2 separate regions of the Sus scrofa genome follow, and region 2 is linked to region 1. A link is a contact called in public HiChIP or PLAC-seq data. All regions are on one chromosome and are shown on one strand. Each heading gives the region's core, a stretch centred on a gene start, on an enhancer-like site or on the middle of the called end of the contact. The rest is flanking DNA. Distances are from core to core; before and after follow the strand shown. Region 1 holds the start of NSFL1C (NSFL1 cofactor). Region 2 holds the start of PSMF1 (proteasome inhibitor subunit 1).

Region 1 (7,236 bases), core at 2,643-5,142:
AAATAGGTGTTATGAAGATATAGTTTCAACTTCATACCCTCAAGTCCCCTTCCAATCAAATTGTGGCTGTAAATACCTGCAGTCAGATCACCAGAAGTGGAAGCACACGGCCCTGTGGGCCAAAACGGGCCAGGATGGGAGTTCCGGTTGAATCCGGCTAGGAACCATGAGGTTGTGGGTTCAATCCCTGGCCCTGCTCAGTGGGTTAAGGATCCGGTGTTGCCGTGAGCTGTGGTGTAGGTTGCAGACGCGGCTCGGATCCCGCGTTGCTGTGGCTCTGGCGTAGGCCAGTGGCTACAGCTCTGATTCGCTCCCTAGCCTGGGAACCTCCATATGCTGCAGGTGTGGCCCAAAGAAATAGCAAAAAGACAAAAAAAAAAAAAAAAAAAAAAAAAAGAGTGTCTGGGGGGTGTAGTAAGTGTTCAATAAACACCAGCTGTCAGGTAGTTATAGGGGGAGGATGCCTGGGGTGTGGAGGGGTGCGGGGGGGATATGGAGGAAGGGCCAGGGATGCTCTGGCATTAAAAAAGGCTTCTCCAGTGGCAAAGAAGTGAAGAGGGGTGACATCTAGGTTCAGGGATTCAAACACCAGCCAGATCATGGGGAGCTGATCCCCTACAAACCTTTAAGCTGGAGCAAGTCATCAATCAGTTTCCAGGGTGGACAGACCTGGCTTGGCGGCAGAGCAGAGCATGAGTGTGGTCGGAGTAAGTCTCCAAGATCCTGGACTTTCTAGGAAGTCGGGGGGCATTTGGGGTTGACACAGCGATGAAGAGAGCAGGAACTGGGAATCAGGGCTGGTGCTGGATGCTGTGGCAGCAGGAAAGGGGATTCTTGCACCACAAAAAATGTTCCCTCCTCCCACATGTCCTGTCAGGACCTGGTATAGCTGAAAAGTTGATTTTAATAACGTGAACCTAGATCCTCATTCATTTAACATATAAACTTGAGGTATTTTTGGCACGGTTTTGATATACACCATGTTTTCCAAAAAGCAACTACGTGCCAATAGAAGGCAGGTGGAACTTTGTGTTGTTTATAATCTTAAAGAGGCTTTTTTTAAAACCACTTTGAAAAATTACATCAGCCAATAGCAACACACTTACAATATTTTTTGTCTTTTTAGGGCCGTACCCATGGCATAAGGAAGTTTCCAGGCTAGGGGTCAAATCGGAGCTGCAGCTGCCAGCCTACACCACAGCCAAAGCAACACAGGATCTGAGCCGTGTCTGCAACCTACACCACAGCTCATGGCAATGGCTGGATCCTTAACCCACTGAGTGAGGCCAGGGATCAAACCTGTGTCCTCGCGGATACTAGTCGGGTTTGTTACCGCCAAGCCTGAATGGGAACTCCCATGGACAATATTTTAATCACCCATCATACAGCCCTGTAGGTAAAGATAAGCATCTAATGGCTTCATTTTGCTTTTTCCTGTTCTTATACTTGATAATTTTATCCCAATTATCATCCTTTTTTTCCCCTCCAGTTAGGGCATGATATTGGTTTTCCACATGCACGGAGGTCAGTTTTGCTATCTCTGAATTCCATTTACGGCAGTAAAGGGATGTGAGGAAAATGGGTCTGAGAAAGCTGTGAACACTGGGCTGGCCCACCCCACCTCCTACCATCTTCAAATAGAAGCCCAGAGTGGGCAAGAGGCCCGTTCTTCTCACCCAGCTTGTCCAGGGTCACCATTTCTCCTAGCCACAAAGGCATCCATTCTATGGAAAAGGAACATTTTATTTATTGCAATTAGCCCACAGTCAGCTCAACACTCTTCAGGGGTCCAGGTACCGGCCCTGCATCCTTGTCCTCCAATGTCAACCCCTGCATTTCTCACCTGGTTTCATTTATCCACTCCTTCTTTAATTCAGCAGAGTCATTAAGTGACGATAAGTGACAAGTTTAATGCCAGTGGCTGCAGGTCATGGGAGAGAAAATGACAGCTAACATCTCCTGGGGCCTTACCAAGCATCGAACCTTGCTCTCAGCAGTTCACACTGAATCCTCACACATCCCTCAGGGGTAGGAACTGGGAGGAGCTCCACTTTACCCATCAGGACACGGAAGCTTAGAGACATCATCTGCCCAGTCACACAGGCAGTAATAGCTGGGCTTCAACTCCAGGCTATCCAAGTCCAGAGCTTGTGTTTTTTGTTTGTTTGTTTTTGTCTTTTTAGGTCCGCGCCTGCAGCATATGTAGGTTCCCAAGCTAGGGGTCTGATCGGAGCTGTAGCTGCCGGCCTACAGCACAGCCACAGCTATGTGGGATCAGAGCCTCATCTGCGACCTACACCACAGCTCGAGGCAATGCCAGATCCTTTGCCCACTGAGCAAGGCCAGGGATCGAACATGCATCCTCATGGATACTGGTCGGGTTTGTTAACCTCTGAGCCACGATGGTAACTCCTAGAGCTTGTGCTCTCAAGCCACGTTGCACTGGACACAGCCTCAGCCATACTGCCACCGGGATCATGGCCCTTGGGGAAGGCTTGACATGGTGTCAGAGGGCATGCAAGGGGGACTGTCTGATGGAGCCTGGGGATGAGAAAGGCCATGGGAGGAGGGAACACCTAAACTGAGACGGGAAGGATGAGCAGGAGCTGATGGGGGAAGAGGGAGAAAAGAGCACCCCGGGAGGGGGTAAAAGGCAACAGGGCAAAGAAGCTGAGGACTCTAAGGCAAGATTGTGTCTGAGGATGTGCCCTTGGAGCAGAGACTCAGGAAAGTGAGCACCTTGCCCACCCATGAGGGAAGGGTGTTCCAGGCAAAAAGCAACAAGGCTCCGAGGCCAATATGTGTCTGGTGCACCAGAGGAACAGCAACAAGGACCACGTACCTGGAGCCAAGGAAGCTGTTGAGACGTGTGAACTGGAGTTTGACACTTGCCATCTGCCTCTACGTGGACTGAATCAACACCCCCCGAAAGGAGCTCAGGGTAGAGATCAGGAGTGAGGCACTCTGTGCTCTGGGGAAACCGGCAGGACAGGTCTTCGGATACGTAGACATTTTCAGGAGATTTTATGAGCTCAATTCTTGCATCTCCTCATGCCTAGAAAAGCACTAAAATCCTCCGTGGTGATGTCTGCACCTCGTGACTAACAGTCATCTTCATGAGACTAGCAGCAAACATTTGTAAAATATGGCTTGCTTCCATGTACCTTCCCCTTCACCAAAATCACATGTATGCTGACATTTCTCACTGCCCCTTTGGAGCGGTATTTCGGAGCTATCTGAAATGGTGCCTCCCAGTCTGTATCTTCATTTTGCCACACATAAAACTCAACTCTCAACTTTTAGGTTCGCATTTAAAAAAAAAAAAAAAGCTTAGGAGAAGATAAGAGGGAGGGCTGGCACATCTCCCTGGGGTCTTGAAGGCCGTGAGACTTTGTCTTTTATGCACATTTAGATGGGGAGCCAAAGAAGGGTCAGGAGACAAGAGTGACTCCTTCAAGGCTGTCAAACATGGGCAACAAGAAGGGCAGGTATTTTATTTTGCAAGCCATTGATCCTCAGCCCTGGAAGAGCAGGAGCCCCTTGACAACACTCAGTAAATATTTGAACAAGTAAATGAATGAACGAATGAGTAAATTAATGACATGATAAACCAACTCAGTGTGTAATTGTGAAACCGACTCCTTCCGGGAGCCTTCATGCCACAGGCACTGGTGGAAGACTCGCCCTGCTTCTCATACTCCCCTCATCTCCCACCACCCCACGCCATTAGACTTCGGGTTAGCGCTGTGGCCGCCAGAGGGCGCGGAGCGTTGACGGTTCCCGGACGGAAGACTTTGCGTGAGGCACCGCGTGGGGCGGGGCCTGTGGGCGGGGTGCTGTTCGGCTGGGCTGGGTCTGCTGGCGGGCGGAACGCGGTGGCGGGGCTGAGGCTGTGCGGCGCCGCCCGGAGCGCTTTGGGCGGCGCACGGGGCGAAGATGGCGGCGGAGCGACAGGACGCGCTGAGGGAGTTCGTGGCGGTGACGGGCGCGGAGGAGGACCGAGCCCGCTTCTTCCTCGAGTCGGCCGGCTGGGACCTGCAGGTAGAGCCGCGAGGCGGGCCGTGTCCGGCAGGCTAGGGGCTATGGGGCGTGGGCGCTTGGAGCCTCAAGCCCGAGGTGGCCGAAGCGCACAGTCATCCCGCCGGGCCCAGGCCTCAGGGTCCTGGGGCCGCTGCCACGCGTCGCAAGCTCCGCCTGGGTGTGGTAAAATGCGGGCCAGCCCCGGGCCCGACCTTCTCTGTTGGGCCTCAGTTTCCCCTTCTTCCTGGCTGTCGGGTTAGCGAGAGTTGGGGCACTGCCGCATCCCGCGTGGAGAGGGGAGCCTGGGGGCGTGGCTGCCGCGCCGTGTGTCGGCTGCAGGCCGGGCGGCCTGGACCGACCAGCTCCCGGGTGGCGCTGGGGACGAGGTGCTCCTTCGTTTCCATCTCTGCGGCCCCAGCCGCAGGAGGAGGGAGAAGCTGTGCCTGGGACTTGACCCACCCCTCCTCCTACCTAAATGCTGGGAGAAACTGGGTGGTGGCGCAAGATTGGAGCCTATTCTAAGTTACTCATCTGTAAAGTGGGAGTCTCAGTGGAGCTTATCGTCTAATTCATTGGCACGTATCAAGTGTCCATTAAATGTTTGGTAATTAGTTAAGAAGACAGGAAGATGAGCCAAGCGAGGCAGGGAATTTTGTAAACTGTTGAATCCCTTGTGCCTAGAACAACATCTGACTCAGTAATTAATGGTAGAAGAAATTGCATACATATCCTTGGCCAGTGTACATCTTAGGTAGATGATGATGATTAATGTTTATTGACTGCTCACCAGAAGCCAAGTGCTGTTCTAACTGCTTTTTGTGTCTTAAGTCGTTTAACCTTTGCATTTTGAAGCTGAGGTTTAGGGAGGTCAAGTAACTTGCTCAATGCCTCACTAGCTCCTAAGTGGAAAAGATGGCATTAGAACTCAGTTTTGTCTAATAACAGAGCCCAAGCTGTCAATCACCATGTGTCAGACACTTTATGTATGATTCATTTAATCCTAGCAACACTGTGTGAATTAAAGAAGTCTACCTCAGTTGTACAGATGAGGAATCGGAAGCTCAGAGGGCAGGTGATCAGCCCAAGGTCACACAGCCAGGAGTTAGGATTTGATCTGGGTCTGCTGACCTCACCATTTATATGCTTCCCCACAGTGAGAGTCAGGTAAAGCATTACGCTTCACACATGTGAAACCCCTGCGCTGGGCAGAAATACAAAACCTAGCTTTTGCCTGAAAGACCTAAAAGCTCACAGGGTTACAGTTGGCAACTCGTCAGCCCCATCTCCTGATGCTATAGGTGGTGAAGCCGGCTCATGCATGTGGCATGACTGTCCTGGCCCTGCCCTCAATGCCGAGTCAGTGGGCGTTCCACCACAGCTCACTGCCTCCTCACAGGCCTGCTGTGTCCTGCCAAGGCATACTGCTTCCAGCAGGCTGGTTGTGTCCCATGAAGGAACGCTGCTCCTGGCAAGCTGGTTATGTCCCACAGCAGCTCACTGGCTTCTATGAGTTGGTGACCTCAAGTACTGGAGCCATTTCTTTTTCATTCTTGTAAACCTCATTGCTGTCTTTTTTTTTTTTTTTTTTTTTTTTTTTTTGGTGTGCCAAGTAAGTGATTAGTAAATATCTATGCGTTGAGTCCGTGAGAGAAACATCCAATCACAAATGGCCAAAAGAAACCCATATTCCTTCTGTATGTATAGAGCTGAGACATGAGTGTGAATAAATGTTTTGCAGGGTTGGTGGAACGAGTGTCCGCATTGCACAGATTACGAACAGCTTCAGAGAGAAAGTAAAAGTAGCAGTCTGGACTGACCTCACAGTTCCCAACTCCTGGCTGTCACCTAAGAGCTGAGAGTAAGAGCCTGAGCAGACTGCCTGAGATCAAGCCTGGCTCTACTCCTTACTAGCTGTGTAGGCTTGCGCAATTTTCTTAACTTTGCAGGGCTTCTCTATCAGCTATAAAATGAGACAATAGCACTAACTACATAGCGTTCTTTCGGAAATGAGTTAACACAGGTACAGTTGTACTCAGAACAGCATGGCATGTAAGTAAGTGCTCAGTAAATATACACTGCTTTTCCAAGATCACATTTCCTAATAAAATGAGAATGAGGAGTGTCTCCATCCCAACTTTCCTTCTTGTCTTTTTTTCCTCTTGGTAGGTGGTATTTGTTTTATGTGATATGAAAATTAGCAATTGGGCCTTTGGAGTTCCCATCGTGGCTCAGCGGTTAACGAACCCCTCTAGCATCCATGAGGACGCGGGTTTGATCCCTGGCCTCACTCAGTAGGTTAAAATCTGGCTTTGCCATCAGCTGTGGTGTAGGTTGAAAACACAGCTTGGATCCTGCGTTGCTGTGGCTCTGGTGTAGGCTGGCAGCTACAACTCCGATTGGTAGCTTGGGAACCTCCATATGCTGTGGGTGCAGCCCTGAAAAGACAAAAAAAGACAAAAAAACAATTTGGCCTTTACTTTTTGGTCTGATTTTCTGTGGCCCCCAGATACACACTGCCTTGTAAACATAGGCCGCATTTTTGCATCTTTGCTTCTTTGTGATCAGAGAAGATGTGTTAGGTGAAGGTTTATTTAAGGATCCCAAGTTATCACCTCTCTGTTTCAGATCGCCCTAGCGAGCTTTTATGAGGATGGAGGGGATGAAGACATTGTGACCATTTCTCAGGCAACTCCCAGTTCAGTGTCCAGAGGCACAGCCCCCAGGTAAGGGCCAATTTCAGTTATTGCTACATTGGTGTGTTTCCAGCAGTGATGATCTGTCTCCTGCCTTCACCTAGGGGCCAGGCCCAGGGATGTGGACCAGTGGGTTTGAGTGAGAAAGACTGGCTGGTGAGTAGTAGTTCCTTGCAACGCTCGTTGCTTTGCTGAAGAGATAAGAGATTCTTAACTGAGTGTGGTTTATGATCCAATCCTAGAGGAAACCACAGAACCTACTTTTAAGATATTTGGGGCTCTCTTATGTATGAAGTGTGAGGACTGGCCTCTCCATCTCTAGAAGTTTTTAAGGAGAAACCAAAGTATTTCCTTTCTAGGCTGCTGCAGATGTAAAAGGTTAGACCAGATGACTTTAGAAAGGCTCTTTGAATATTTTATGATGCCATTACCCTAGTAAGAAGGCTTAGAGGAAATAAACCTGTTTAACCCACCTTTTCCAAATTGATTAGGGAGACCTTTCTTATCTTGTGCAACGATGTTA
Region 2 (7,053 bases), core at 2,465-4,964, 300 kb after region 1:
AGGATGACAGAAAACAAAAGTGAAACTAATCAGCCCTGTCTAAGTGAGAAAGAGAAACTATCCCTCATCCCCCAACCCTGGAACATGTTTAGTGCTGTGGATTTAAGGTTGACTTCGGAAGCCAAGAATTTGATAACATGCTTTGTCTCTGTTCTATCAAGGGTCTTTGAATTTATATTTATATCCTCCACATATAACATTTAACCCACCAGAATTTCTTCTTGGAATATAAATAATTCAGCCTGCTCACTATGCTATTCTCTCACTGCAGGGGAACCAAAGTTCCCCAGCTCAAGGGCTGCCCCGATACAGGAAAACAAGTGGAACTGAAAGGGACTGGTTTTGCTGATATCAGGCCAAACATGCATTCAACGGCCCTCTTGATCAGGACATCGAATATCAGGCCTCTCAAAAAGCTACAACTGGAAAGTAGCCAAAGTACATGGCTGTGCAGTTTAATTTGCTCAGATGAAAAAAATCCAAGGGCCAAGAGGGGCTGAGAATTGCCCAAGGTCACAGTAAGTCAGGTGCAGAACTGAGTTTGGCATTGAGAACTCCTGGCTTCCAGCCAGGTCCACCAGATGGGCCCCCCGAAAAGCAAAAAAGAGTGGTCCCCTTAGGCAAAACCCTGGGGCTGGAAGCAATCTTTAATAGTGCTCCTGGGCTAAAATGCACCCAAAGAGGGTCATTTTGGGCATTTTCTTGCTTTCGCCAGTATTCTTAGATTCCTGCAAGAACAGTCTATGGCCATCTCTATTCCCTTACCACCTCAACCACCTGCCTGACACAGCTGTAAAGCTCTTATGAGGAGCGGTGTGACTTCAAGAAAGAAATCAAAATTCAAACACTGAATTTTTATTGAAGCTGTATTGCTCTTCTAAGTCTTATGTACACAGCTCTCCTGTACCAGAGTAGACAAAACCAAAGATTAAAAGATAATTTAGCTTTCTATTTAACTGTCAATATATTAAATGATCAAGTATACCATTTTAGGACCTTCCTCTCTCTCTTATCACCCCCAGAAGGGTGGGAAGCTGAAGGTGGCTAGAGAGACAACATAAACACCCTGTGAACTTGGCAAACACTACTGGTTTCAGCTGAGTCTGCTGGCCCCAGGCTGGAAAACAAACCCTCTCTTATGTAAACAGGAAAAACGCTCCTCCAAATGGCTTCTACTCTGAATGAAAGCAGACTCAGAAGTGAGAGGACAAGTGCAACCTGAGCTCCAGCGGCACTTCAGACAAAGGGCAGAGAGAAGCAATTACACTTCATGCTCCAGTGTGCCCTACAAACGCCACCTTCCCGCCACCACCTGCCCCCCGGCCCCTCAGAGGACATAAACAGATGGACAATACCTTCCAAACCCTCATCCCCACTCTCCCTGGCCACCCCTAAGATGCCTGGAGCTGTAGGCATCTTAGGGGTAACTATCTTTTTATTGGTCAGCATGAACTCAACATGTGGCACCAAGAAGAGAGTGGAATTAGATGGATCTCTGGGATTCAGTTAAGGATCCTTTATTCACTTTGTTAGACCAGTATTAAAGTGAAATTGTGTACTTTCTGAAAACTTAGGAGCCTGGAGTGTATGGCAAGGGAATGATGCCAGTTAGGACAGGGCAATGATCTACAGGAACTGATGTCCCTAAGCTGTCCAAGTGACTGAGAGAGAACTGCTGACAGGATTTGGGAGGGGACGAGTGGTGTGAGCAGTGCTGATACATGTCTGTGTAATGGGGAGAAGGGAGTCCCTGTAACAAGTTCCTGCTCCTGGGGGGAGAGTAAACAGAGTGAGGTACATGAGAAGGGACAGCGAGCAGGGCAGACCTGTCCGATCTGAGGGGTTGGGGGGGGGGATGCTGAGAGCCGATAGGGAAGCCCCAAGGGCAGAGGCAAGTCTTACCCTCCTCTCAGTCCCACTGTCCCCGGAACCATCCTACACACCAGCTATCTAGGAGAACACCCCAGAAAAGGTGATATGAAATGCCTGGGGCAAGTGAAAGGGCTGTTAAAGACTGGAAAGCTGGAATGGAGCCAAGTGGGGAGACTATGCACTGAAAGGGGAAATTTGACTGTTTAGTGTGGGCCGCCTCTACCTGGTCCCAAATTGTGAAATGTTGAAAGGCAAGGCAAGTGAGACAAAGTGCAGGGCGATCAGAAAAGCCAAGTCTGGGGGAGGGGGGGAGCCAGAGATCCATGACAATACTTGTGTTTCTTATTCCTGTTGATCAGGGTGTGATGGTCTTGGTCAACAGTTCTAAGGGAAAAGGAATGGACAGTGAGGATGGGGTACAGAACCTGGATGTATAAACTGTGTTTGACGAGGGATCCCTAAAGCTCTGTATCAGAAGAAGAAAAACTAAGTCTCTGGATGTATGCGTGAGAAACTAAAAAGGATTAGGGAGCTTGAGAACTAAAGCAGTTAGAAATGAAAGTAAGATTAAGATCTCACTGTGAGATGGAAGGAGTGAAGCACCCTGCTCCCCAGAGCTGGTCTAGGTTCTGACAGTGAAAAGGCAGTGGTGGCTTGGCTGAGTGTGTGTACGGGAGGCTATTTTCTCAGATGGAGCGAAGGGACAGTAAGGGCTTCCCGCCCAGTTCTCAGAGGAAGTGTACAAGGATGTGGAGGGGGAGAGTCAGAGGGAAGGGGCAGGGGCAGATGGGAGAATGCTACAGCAAAGAATTAGTGAGGCTGCCTGGGCCCAGCAGTCCTAGGGCTCTGTGGGGATGACAACAAGGCCCCCAGCAGGAAGAGGCAGAACCTGAGGACAAGAGAACAGGAGGGGCTGGTCCTGTAGGACATCTTTGGGGATGCAAACCTACAGGCCCTCACACACAGGGTGCACCTCTGCATGTGTGTGGCAGGCTGTTCTTGCCCCAAAGCCTGAGCTAAAGATGACAACCAGAGAGTGGGCTGCACTGGGCCCTTCAGGAAAGGGAGAGGGTGTCTGAGCTCTCAGGGCCCTTGACTGGAGCTGAATGGGTCCAAGCTCACCCCTATACCCCTGCATGGATCCAGATACCTGCTGGGCGCTAAGTACAGTAGGAGGATAGTGCTGACAACAGCCCCACCCACCCAGCTGTATGGGAAGAAGCTTCGCGGAGTTCAGATAGGTGAAGAGGGCTCAGGGGGGCTGCACACCTGCCTCGGTGCCAGATCCACACAATCCCGGCCTGGGAGACTGCCGGGCTGTACGGGAGCGAGACTCTGTCCTTGGCTTTTCAAATCATGTTGTGCCAGCTGGGCTGGGACAGTTCAGCTAGCACCTCCCTGACCTGCAGGCCATAGGGAGCAATGGTGTCATAAGCCTCAGTGCCTGGACTTGGGGAGGAGGGAAGGCCAGGCACTAAGGACCAAGCCGACGGTCCTCTGGGTTCAGGCAGGAGACACCTTACCCCCTCCACCCTGGCCCTGGGCTGGCTCGGTTGGCGTACCTGGTCGCCGGCGCCCAAGCCGTAGTAGCCGTGCGTAACCACCTCCCAGTGTAGGAAGCAGACGAGGGCGTCCTGCGCGCAGGTGATGGTCGGCGCCGCAGACGCGAACAGGACCTCCAAGCCCGCCATGCGCGCCCCCGGCCTCTGCAGGCAGAATAAGGAAGGGAGAGAGTGCGGTGAGCCGGCTCGGCCCTCAGAGTACCGAGAACACCGCTTCGCCGATCCGCTGGTCTGAGTCACGTCCCTAACCTGCGCGGCCAAAATGGAGACGCCCCAGTGCTGGGGGCGTGGCCGCCGGAAGTGCCTGCCGGGGCCGGCGGTGCTGCGAGAGTGAGCCCGACTGGAAGCAAGAGCGCGACTCTCAAATGTTCCGCCAGGCAGCGGGCGGGCGAGGCGGATATCCTGGGGGTGAGGTCCTTCAAAGACGAAATCTTCAACTGGCCGTAGTTGGCGGAGCCACTACACGCAGGCTGTGGCGTCCTTGAGGAGGGGCTACTTTGTTCAGAGCCACAGACTTCTCATCTGCAGAATGAGGTGGGTTTATGCTGGTGGCGGAAGAGATTATGAAATAGGCCTAAAATATACTGATAATAATCGTTAGCACTTATGCAGTGCTTGTTCCGGACCACGTAATTCTAAATACTTGTATTCATTTATTTAAAACTCACAATCCAACCCCATAAAGTTTTTGTTAACTCCATTTTACAGATGGGTAAACAGGAACAAAGGGGTAAATTTGACCAAGATGAGTGAGTGGCAGAGGTGATACTGCAATCTAGTCTAGCTCCTTGGATAACATTGATTAAATGTTTATTGCTGCTAGATCCTGTGTCAAAACCTCTATATCGGGAGTTCCCGTCGTGGCGCAGTGGTTAACGAATCTGACTAGGAACCATGAGGTTCGGGTTTGATCCCTGGTCTTGCTCAGTGGGTTAAGGATCCGGCGTTGCCGTGAGCTGTGGTGTAGGTTGCAGACGCGGCTCGGATCCCGCGTTGCTGTGGCTGTGGCGTAGGCCAGTGGCTACAGCTCCGATTAGACCCCTAGCCTGGGGACCTCCATATGCCGCAGGAGCAGCCCTAGAAAAGGCAAAAAGACAAAACAAACAAACAAACAAAACAAAACCCAACCAACCAAAAACAACAAAAAACAAAAAAAACAAAAAAACAAACACCTTTATATCACCTTATCAAAAACTCTATGTGTTAAGTTTCATTATTATTCCCACTTTTCATATTTATCACCAGTTCAAAGAATGGAAGCCACTTCCCCCCAAAAACACAGCTGCTAACTCCAGAGCTGGTGCTCCTGATCTACTACCAAATTTCAGTCATTCATTTTCCTGTCTCCTTCATAATTTTTTTTTTTTCTGCCACAGCTCACAGCAATGTGGGATCCTTAACCCACTGATGGAGGCCAGGGGTGGAACCTGCATCCTCTTGGATAGTAGTTGGGTTCATTTCTTCTGAGCCACAACGGGAATTCCCTCCTTCGTAATTTTTATTATGTATTAGTTCTTCAACAAGTTTCTTGAAATCCTCTTATTGCTTTTACTCAAACAAATTTTGTTTTCCCATCTCAGTCAGCTCCCTGCTGCAAACCACCATCATCTCTCACTGGGATGTTGACACCAGCCTCTCAACTGCCCTACTCTATCTCTGTCTCCCTAAAGTCTATTCTACACTCTGCAACAAGAGATTCTGTTAGAACGTATGCCAGCTCACATCCCTCCTCTGCTCAAAACCCTCCCAGAGCTCCCATCACACTGCAGAGAAAAGTAAGTCCTTCCCATGGTCTGTAGGAACCATCTTATGGTCTGTGCTCCCCACCCCTGCCTCTCTCTAACATTATCTCCTCCAACTCTCCTCCCATCCCCTGCACTCGTCTGCAGTGATCTTGACTCCCCTCTTCTTTTATACCCACATCGGATCGAACAGCAAAGCTCGTCCACTTTACCCTCAAAGTATACTCTGAATCCGACCACTTCTTCCTACCCGCACTGGTTGGAGCCTCTGGCATTTCATACTTGGACTATAGCAGTAGCTTCCTAACCAGTCTCCCTTTTCCGCGTGTTCTGTTCTCCAGGCCTTTGCATGTATTCTTTCTGCCCGAACTGCACTTTCTCATATATCCACATGCTCTTTCATTTTAACTGACTCCTTTCCTCACATCATGTCAGCCTCAGCAGAGGGCTTCCTGACACCCCATGGAAAAGAACCTCCTATCTTTAACCTTTTATCCCGCTTTCTTACCTGCAAAGCATTTATCATAAGCTGACACTATATTACATATGTATTTGCTTAAGTATTTGACATTAATTTTGACCAAGGAGAAGGGACCATGTCCGTCTTGTGTATAGGTATACCTGAATGCCTTCCTGTCTCAGTAAATACTTACTGAATGAATGAATGAGTGAATGCAGAATGAATGAATTCTTGGCCTGAGCTCAGCCCAACTGGGCCACTCTCCCCCATTTGCTTTCCACCACTCACTTTGTTAGCTGGCCCTATACCTCTCCAATTTTTTGTTTTCGGGGTTCCCCTGGGATGCCGAGATTCTTGAATCCCATCTGCAGAGATTCTGGCTGAGCATGTCTGAGGTGGAGTGTAGGTTTATTGACTACACTCTGGGTGATGCTAAAGCCGGTGGCATGGAACTCCTGAGATGTATTGCCTGTGACATGAAGCTGTTTGCCCTTTCCACTGGGAAGCTCTTCGCTTTCAAAGCTTGAAGTGTCCTTCCCCAGTTATTGAAAATTCTCACCTATTCATTATTCACTCATTCACTAAATGTCCGTAGGATAGGTTGCCATGATAGTGATACAGGCTGTGCACTGCACAGAGGTGCCCACCCAGTAGCAGCCCCATTCCTAAGTGTCTACTATGAACACAGCCCAGATAACCAAACTGTAGTTCCTATCTCTACAGAGCTGTCTAGCGGGGGAAAAAAAAAACTGGTAACCCAGTATGAAACCTGTCATGGCAGAGGGGCATTTGGAGGACTATACAAGCCTAGAGGAGACATCTAATTCAGGCTGGGTGTCAGGGAGGTTTTCTTGGAGGAAGAGCCTCCCAGCTGCAGTAACTCTTATTTGGAGAATTGGCAGTGAATTGAGGAACAAAAGGTATTCCAGTAAAGGAGAATGGCACATGCAAAGTCATGAAGGTGGGAAAGGCAGCTGGTACTGTGTGATTAGAGGGTCAGTGTGGCATCCTGAGTGAGGCCTTCTCCCATCTCCTCAACCCACAATCAATTGCTCTCTCCTCTGTGCCGCTGGCCTCAGTGGCATGCGAAGGGGTGGGCATGGGACAGTGAGCTCTGTCAACTTTCGTGGGGAGGAAAATTTTATCGCTGAAGTTGGTTAGAAAGACTGGTTCATGGTGATAATAGAAAGTAGACTGGCTGTTGATCCATTTTATTACTGCTTTTAAGTTTGTTTGTTTTGGCTGTGGCTGCAGCATGCAGAAATTCTAGGACTAGGGATCAAACTCACATCAAAAGCAACAGCAGTGGCAACACCAGATCCTTGATTCACAGAAGCGCCAGGGAACTCCAACTGCTTTTACTTTTTTTTTTTTTTTTTGTCGTTTTAGGGCTGCACCCACACCATATGGAGGTTCC

The links. HiChIP or PLAC-seq counts read pairs in DNA pulled down with a chosen protein or histone mark.
Region 2: a contact with region 1 is called in an H3K27ac HiChIP or PLAC-seq map of skeletal muscle, with 4 times the contacts expected there. The contact joins the promoter of PSMF1 here to the promoter of NSFL1C in region 1. A contact is called at or near these places in 1 of 5 promoter capture datasets (liver), 6 of 47 Hi-C or Micro-C datasets (omental adipose tissue, psoas muscle, retroperitoneal adipose tissue and 2 more) and 2 of 2 datasets of contacts at active chromatin or transcription factors (alveolar macrophages and skeletal muscle).

What each region holds. Positions count from the first base shown.
Region 1 is chr17:33,865,663-33,872,898 of Sscrofa11.1, forward strand. It overlaps NSFL1C (NSFL1 cofactor), which reads left to right and starts at 3,893. Exons shown (of 9, transcript NM_001244443.1): 1 at 3,893-4,041; 2 at 6,646-6,743. The coding sequence starts at 3,937.
Region 2 is chr17:34,161,009-34,168,061 of Sscrofa11.1, forward strand. It overlaps PSMF1 (proteasome inhibitor subunit 1), which reads right to left and starts at 3,715. Exons shown (of 7, transcript NM_001243340.1): 1 at 3,435-3,715. The coding sequence starts at 3,563. It overlaps LOC102164496 (a long non-coding RNA gene), which reads left to right and starts at 3,793. Exons shown (of 3, transcript XR_001302079.2): 1 at 3,793-3,968.